2 separate regions of the Oryctolagus cuniculus genome follow, and region 1 is linked to region 2. Evidence: chromatin contacts called from public Micro-C data. All regions are on one chromosome and are shown on one strand. Each heading gives the region's core, a stretch centred on a gene start, on an enhancer-like site or on the middle of the called end of the contact. The rest is flanking DNA. Distances are from core to core; before and after follow the strand shown.

Region 1 (3,963 bases), core at 1,421-3,920, 110 kb before region 2:
TGAGCAGAGGTGTGACGTGAGCAGAGGTCTGACGTGAGCAGAGGTGTGACGTGAGCAGAGGACTGACGTGAGCAGAGGACTGACATGAGCAGAGGTGTGACATGAACAGATATGCAATTTATTTTTTTTTTATCTTTGACAGAGTGGACAGTGAGAGAGAGAGAGACAAAGGTCTTCCTTTTGCCGTTGGTTCACCTTCCAATGGCCACCACGGCCAGCGCACCGCGCTGATCCGATGGCAGGAGCCAGGTGCTTCTTCCTGGTCTCCCATGGCGTGCAGGGCCCAAGCACCTGGGCCATCCTCCACTGCACTCCCGGGCCACAGCAGAGAGCTGGCCTGGAAGAGGGGCAACCGGGACAGAATCCGGCGCCCCGACCGGGACTAGAACCTGGTGTGCTGGCGCCGCAAGGCGGAGGATTAGCCTAGTGAGCCGCGGCGCCGGCCAGATATGCACTTTAAAAAATTGTTCGGCAACAGTGTGGACGAGAGATTGCATATGAGTAGCTAAAGGTGAGGGCATGAGATAGAAGATTGCTGTAACCGCAGGGAGAAGCGATTAGGTATAGACTGAAGTGCTGAGTGTTACCAGCAGAGGGTGCATGAAAGAGCTTACGGAGGGGGAACGGGCAAACGCTGGAAGAATATGGGTTTGCCAGAGTTTGGTGTGAGGCGCTAGAGTTTTGTAACTAGAGTTTTCTATCAGTGTGAGGGTTAGAGTAAGACCAAGTGTGTGCAGAAAGACGAAGTTTTCAGTTTGGTTCACACTGAATTTGTCAAGCCCACGGTACAGACAAGTGTGGGTAGAGTTGTGATTCAGGCCTGGAATTCGGCAGAGGTCTGGGCTGAGGAAATCCATGTGGATGTCTCTGAGTGCAGCTGTGGCATTGACACTGTGGGGGTGGTGAAGTTACCACTGCTAACAGCTGGCCAGGAACAGCCCTGAGGAATATGAGCATTTAAAGGGCCAGAAAAGACGACGAGGGCGTACTAAGAGCAGATCTAGGAGGGGGCGCTGACATAGAAGCCCACAGAAGTGAGAATCCCAGGAAGCAGCAGCAAGTGTGTGACTACAGACAGGACAGTGTCCACTGACTCGGCAGCCTCCAAGCTGGTGGCTTCCAGACTGGGGAGGCTGCAGCCATGTTTAAGAACGCTCAGGAACGTATGGGGGACGAGGCGGCGGCAGCGGCAGCGAGCGGAGGCCTCTCAGGCCAAGGAGTTTGATTTGCAGAGAAGGCGAAAGTTCTAAGTAGGGGTCGGTGGAGTGTTGCTTTTTTGATTGAAGAAATATCCTTGCCTTTACACTCCTAAGCACAAGAATAGAGTGGGAAGAGGTGAAGAAAAAGGAGAGAGGAAAGCATGAGTGGTTTGGTAAGGCCCACGCCAATAGAAGTGTGTGGGAGGGATCTTAGCCCTGGGCTGTCCCAGGACAGGAAGGGACACCTTCCTTGATGCAGGAGAAATAGAGAATAGGTGCTACAATCTTGCTTTCATCTGCAAGTTACGGAAGTTCTCTCCTGTCCCTGCTACTCTCAGGGAAGTGCTGAGAAGGAGGTGGGCGGTGGCGGGGGTGGGGTTGGGGGAAACATGAGAGAGCAGGTTCAGGGGGATGATCAAGCGGCTCTGAAGCCCTGAGACCAGGGATCTGTGGGGACCAAGAATTTGGGTGACTGGACGGATTCCCGAGCCGTGACGTAGTGACAGGTGTCTCCACAACTGGGCTTCTTGGCAAGTGCATTATGAACGAAAACAAGGGCCAAGGAAGCAACAGGAAGTAATTAACAAGGCGCTGAGAAAAACAGAATGGCCAGCGAGCGGAATTCCCAGTGGGGTTAGCATCTTCAGGGGCCAAACAGTAACATCCCTGTCCTCTGCCTTTGCATTCGGACCGAATCATGCAGTCGTTCCTAGGAACCCGGCAGATGGGGATGGAAAGTGTCAGTTTTATGCATGTCGCAGGAGGGAGGGACACAGTTTCGATGCAGGGTCACAACCTGACTTCCTGGTGCCACAGACTGGACTCGTCCACTGGAAGTGGCTTCTCCAGGGCAGAGACCACCGCAGTGAGCTTCCTGTGGGAAGCCGCAGCAGAGGCGTGCCTGGAGGACAGCTGCTGGCAGAGGGGCGGGAGGAAGGGGCGGGGCCGTGGGGCAGAGGGGCTGGAGGAAGGGGCGGGGCCGTGGGGCAGAGGGGCTGGAGGAAGGGGCGGGGCCGCGGGGCAGGGAGGAAGGGGCAGGGGCCGTGGGAAAGAGGGGCGGGAGGAAGGGGCGGGGGCCATGGGGCGGGGGCCGTGGGAAAGAGGGGCAGGAGGAAGGGGCGGGGGCCGCGGGGCAGAGGGGTGGGAGGAAGGGGCCAGGACCATGGGGCAGAGGGGCCGGAGGAAGGGGCGGGGGCCGTGGGGCAGAGGGGCGGGAGGAAGAGGTGGGGCTGTGGGGCAGGAAGAAGGGGCTGGGGCCATGGGGCAGGGAGGAAGGGGTGGGGGCCGCGGGGCAGGGGGCAGGAGGAAGGGGCTGGGGCCATGGGTCAGGGAGGAAGGGGCAGGAGCCGTGGGGCAGAGGGGCGGGAGGAAGGGGCCGGGGCCATGGGGCAGAGGGGCGGGAGGAAGGGGCCAGGGCCATGGGGCAGAGGGGTGGGAGGAAGGGGCCGGCCGGGACCATGCCTCAGCCCTCTGGACGTGGGCAGGAGTAAGTGGTGAAGCTGAGACCTGCTTCTTACTGTTTGTAATTCACGCCATGGAAGCTTGAGAGGAGGGAGAAGTTTACCCTGAGACTCTGGGTACGTGGGATGTGGGTGTGACTGGAGAGTAGGAGATCAGAATTTTCGCTTTTCAGGATGTAAGGGCCAGGGTGTGGCCACGGGAAGGGCTGGCCTGGTGAGTCAGAGCCGCCGTCAAGGGGTGAGGCGCAGACACCATCAGGTGACTCAGGACGACACTGGGCCGGGGGCTCCCAGAAGTAGAAAACAGACTGCAACCTGAGGCTGCTGGGCTTTGGAGCAGAGGCGAGAAGCCTTGGGCCGACTTGCAAGCCTGACCAAGCCTGGCTGGCCTCTGTGATGTGGGTGCAGAAGTGAAGTAAGTGCCGGATGCAACTGGCTGATTTCATTGTTGCGTCACCACGGATAGCGTTTTTAGGGGATGACTTTATTCATGGGTTTTTGGACCAGTGTAAGCAGTGGTTATCGGTCCACTTGGATTTCCTGCTCTGTGGTAGAGCGGTGGTGGCAACAGCCACGGGGTCTGTGGTTCTCAGAAAGGAACTGTCGCAGGAAACGACACTTGAGTCCATGCACCGAGAGGTGGCCCCAGCAAGTAGAGCTAGAATATCGATGTTTGCAGAGACAGACTCCCAGAATGAAGAATCGTGTGTGACGAAAGCTTTTCTCTTCTCATTTAAAGGAGTGGCCTCAAACGCATCAAGCCTCCATCTCGTACACGGGTCCTACAGTGAGACCACCCAGTGAGCCAGAAGGGACCCCTCCCCGGCCGTCTTTGTACAGGAGAATATTGCGAAGGCTCGCGTCATACTGGGCACCACCTCCGGAAGGTGAGCAGCGTGGTGACGGAAGGGAGATGAGAGCGCCCGAAAGCAGACCCCCAGAAATCGGTCTAGAGCCTTAGCTAGCACCGAGGTGGACCTGAAGGGTCGTTGAAGGCAGCCTTCCGTGTGCCACCAGGGTAGGCCCAAACGAGGCCCCAGCGATGGGCCCAGGAGGCTGTGCACTCTCCCTGACACTGACGCTGACGCCAGCACAGCTACTTTTGGTGTGGGTGTTGCAGACACATCCCACTTGGAGCCTGGCTCCTTACCCGTTGTGTCTAAGAAGGGTGAGGGACGGTCAGTAGAAGGGCTGGTGGAGCTGAGTGGACTGTGCTGCTAGTGGGTGGTGAGTTGTTGGTGCAAGAAGTTGACTTGTGCCTGTGCGTCTCCCACAGCCCTCTCCCAAGAGGTGAGCCTGCAAGA
Region 2 (3,854 bases), core at 835-3,334:
TTTTTGAAAAGGGATGGGGAGGGGGGTGAGATCTCATCTGCTGTTGTATTCCCCAAATGCTTGCCACAACTGGGATTGGACTGACACCAGAAGACGGGAACTCAATCCAGGTCTTTTTTTAAGATTTTATTTATTTACTTGAGAGGTAGAGTTACAGTGAGAGGGAGAGACAAAGGTCTTCTGTCCACTGGTTTACTCCCCAAGTGGCCACAATGGCCGGAGCTATGCTGATCCAAAGCCAGGAGCCAGGAACTTCCTCCCGGCCTCCCACGAGGGTACAGGGGCCCAAGGACTTGGGCCATCTTCCACTGCTTTCCCAGGCCACAGCAGAGAGCTGGATTGGAAGAGGAGCAGCTGAGACCAGAACCAGCCCCCATATGGGATGCCGGCACTGCAGGCGTAGGATTAACCCACTGCATCATGGTGCTGGCCCTTCAATCCAGGTCTAGTGTGTGGCACGGACCCGACCACTTAAGCCACTACCTGATGCCTTCCAAGGGGGCACAGCATCAGGAAGCCGGACTTGGAGTAGAGCCAGGACTCAAACGCAGGTGTAGCAACAGGGGATCTGGGTGTCCCATTACTGCTGTGCCATCTTAACTGAGGTAATCTTTTAGTGATTAAGAGCTTTTCTGCTACCTTATTTCTCTTCCCTTCACTTTTAAAGATGGTTTCCAAAAACTGAATAATCATATAAATTGTCAGAACAGCAATTTTTTCCATGCAACTAAGTGTAATATGGCTCCACAGCCCATTCTTGTTTACTGCTATTTCTGTTTACTGGACGTCATTCGAGTTTTAAAATGAGTTTAGTGTGGAGTGAGCGTTTGGTGTTAGATGCCCCTGGCCCATACTGGAGTGTCTAGGTTTGACAAGGAGCTCTAGCTCCTGCCTCCAGCTTCCTGCCAGTGCAGACCCTGCAAAAGTAGTGATGATGGCTCAAGAAACTGGGTTCTTGCCACCCACGTGGCAGATCCGAATTGCACTCTCGGCTCCAGCCCTGGCTGTTGTGAGCATTGGAGAGAGAATTAGTGGTGCTGGAGTATCCTCCTCTCTCACACACCCTTTCAGCTCTTACCAGCCCCCTAGCTCACATACCCAGGCCATTTCTTCTACAGTAGAGTGAAAGGTCAACCACGAAGTCTAAGCTGGAAAATGCACATTATTGGCCGGCGCCACTGGCGCCGCCATAGCTCACTAGGCTAATCCTCCACCTGCGGTACCGGCACCCCGGGTTCTAGTCCCGGTCGGGGCGCTGGATTCTGTCCCGGTTGCCCCTCTTCCAGGCCAGCTCTCTGCTGTGGCCAGGGAGTGCAGTGGAGGATGGCCCAAGTGCTTGGGCCCTGCACCCCATGGGAGACCAGGAGAAGCACCTGGCTCCTGCCATCGGATCAGCGCGGTGCGCCGGCCGCGGCGGCCACCGGGAGGGCGAACCAACGGCAAAGGAAGACCTTTCTCTCTGTCTCTCTCTCTCACTGTCCACTCTGCCTGTCAAAAAAAAAAAAAAAAAAAAAAAAAAAAAAAAAACCCACAATGAGCAAACTACCAGCATGTTAAGGTCACTAAGCTCAATTTGTAGTATTTGACTGTCGCTTGGCCACGGAAAGTCAGACACGGCAGCTCTCAGCGGAAACGCGAAGGGACCACGACTGGACTGCAGGCCTCTGCGTGTTCTGCAACGTCGCGGGTTTCTCTAGGTGGCCAGCCCTCGGCCCTGGCTCATCCCGGCAGCATTAGGAGGCCGGGGCGGGGCTACGCTCGCATTCGCGTTCTCCGCCGCCTCCTGGCGTTGTGCTGGGAACGCTATCGCAATTGCATTAAACACTTGAAGTCGGCCGAACTCGCCACCGGGCGGCGTCGATCCAGCGCCCGGAACGCCCGAGTTCCGGAAACGCGTTTGCAGCGGTTGTGGCCGGCACCATTTCCACGGAGCACGCCTGTGACTTCCTGTTTCCTCTTTCGCGAGCAGAGCTTCCTGCGTGCACCGGAAGTAATCCTAGGGCTGGAGGCCGTCGGCTGGAGCGCCGGGTGAGGGCGGGCGGAAGCGAGGACGCGCGCCGTGTGCGGGGCCGGGTGCGGGGCCGCGTCCGTGTCTGGCTGTTCCCGCGCGGGCGGACGCGCGTGCGGGGTGTTCCCAGCCCACGTGCGTTGCTGGGTGGGAGCGCAGCCCTCGGGAGAGCGCGCGGGCACCGTGGTGGGGCGCCCGGGGTCCCCGCGGCGCCTTGCCCTGTGCTGACGGGAATGGACCGGACTTGAGTCTGATGACAGCAGCAGCCGTCGCGTCTCGCTGTGCACGGGCGACGGCCTCGGGGCTGGGGAGGCTCGGCAGTGAGTGGGTGGGGTCTCGTCTCTGCCCCGAGCTCGCGTGTTAGTGGGATTTGAGAAGCCCGCGGGTTGAGGTGGAACTGACCACTTTTTGGACGGGTTGGAGGAAAAGGAAGTTAAGTGGGCTCAGAGAGACTCGCAGGTGTGTATGTTAGTGGGGGGGGGCGCTGCCGGACGCGCGGGATGGCGCGCGGGTGCGGGGTGCGGGTGCGGGCGGGGATGACGCGCGGGTGCGGGGTGCAGGCGGGGATGGGGCACCGGGCAGGGATGGGGCTCCGGGCAGCGCGGGAGGGGGGGGGGGTGGAGCGCCGGGCAGCGCGGGGTGGGGGGGAGGGTTGGGGCACCAGGCAGGGATGGGGCACCCGGCAGGGGTGGCGCCCCGGGCGGCGCGGGGACAGGGGTGGAGCACTGGGCAGTGCGGGGTGGGGGGGATGGCGCCCCGGTCAGGGATGGCGCCCCGGGCAGGGATGGGGCACCCGGCAGGGGTGGCGGCGCGGGGAAAGGGGTGGAGCGCCGGGCAGCGCGCGGGGGGGGGGGGGGGGGCGGGGATGGCGCCCCAGGCAGTGCGGGGACAGGGGTGGAGCACCGGGCAGGGATGGCGCCCCGGGCGGCGCGGGGACAGGGGTGGAGCACCGGACAGTGCGGGGACAGGGGTGGAGCGCCGGGCAGCGCGGGGTGGGGGGGATGGCACCCCGGGCAGGGATGGCGCCCCGGGCAGGGATGGGGCACGGGCAGCGCGGGGGCGAGGATGGCGCGCGGTTGCGGGGTGCGGGCAGGGGTGGGGCACCGGGCAGGGGTGGCGTCCCGGGCAGGGATGGGGCACCGGGCAGCGCGGGGGCGGGGTGCGGGCAGGGGTGGAGCGCCGGGCAGCGCGGGGGCGGGGTGCGGGCAGGGATGGGGCACCGGGCAGCGTGGGGGCGGGGATGGCGCGCGGGGGCGGGGTGCGGGCGGGGATGGCACCCCGGGCGGGGCGGGGACAGGGGTGGAGCACCGGGCAGTGCGGGCAGGGATGGGGCACGGGCAGCGCGGGGGGGGGGGGGGATGGCGCCCCGGGCAGGGATGGGGCACGGGCAGGGGTGGCGTCCCGGGCGGCGCGGTTGCGGGGTGCGGGCAGGGATGGGGCACAGGCAGCGCGGGGTGCGGGCAGGGGTGGCGCCCCGGGCGGCGCGGCCCTTGCCCTTGCCGTGGGATGTAATGCGCGCTCTTCTTTCCCTTCAGGACCGGCAGAGGTAGACTGAGAAGAGCAGCCATGTTTCGGAGGCCTGCGTTACAGGTAGCCGCTGCCGTCGCCCGGCGCGGAGATGGTCCTTGTCAGCGCTGGGGGAGGCCCCGGGAGCTCACTGTCCCCTCCTGACGGGGCGCGGAGGGACTTGGCCGCAGGTGTTGCAGTCTGTCCGCGATATGGGGATCCGTGTGTAAGACGTGTGCTTGCGCCCGCGTCAGCGACCGGCGTCCTGTGAGGGCGGTGGGTCCCGCCCCGACCCGTCCTCCTTAGCGATGCGCCCTCATCTCCCTGGGCGAGGCGCTCG

The links. Hi-C and Micro-C count contacts between places; a contact is called where the count stands out from the background.
Region 1: a Micro-C map of ear pinna shows a contact between it and region 2, with 2.5 times the contacts expected there. The contact joins the enhancer-like site here to the promoter of SSBP1 in region 2. A contact is called at or near these places in 2 of 6 Hi-C or Micro-C datasets (ear pinna and an unstated tissue).

The regions. Positions count from the first base shown.
Region 1 is chr3:182,451,333-182,455,295 of mOryCun1.1, reverse strand. It overlaps AGK (acylglycerol kinase), which reads left to right. Exons shown (of 14, transcript XM_070071403.1): 10 at 3,399-3,546; 11 at 3,936-3,963. Among named protein-coding and RNA genes, the nearest start is that of DENND11, 64 kb to the right of the region's middle. Within about 2 kb of position 2,670, at least 4 of the 8 cell types and tissues checked have an H3K27ac peak or open chromatin away from gene starts, as enhancers often do. A contact at or near this core is called in ear pinna, where this site is marked.
Region 2 is chr3:182,339,449-182,343,302 of mOryCun1.1, reverse strand. SSBP1 (single stranded DNA binding protein 1) reads left to right here and starts at 2,084. Exons shown (of 7, transcript NM_001082131.1): 1 at 2,084-2,467; 2 at 3,544-3,598. The coding sequence starts at 3,575.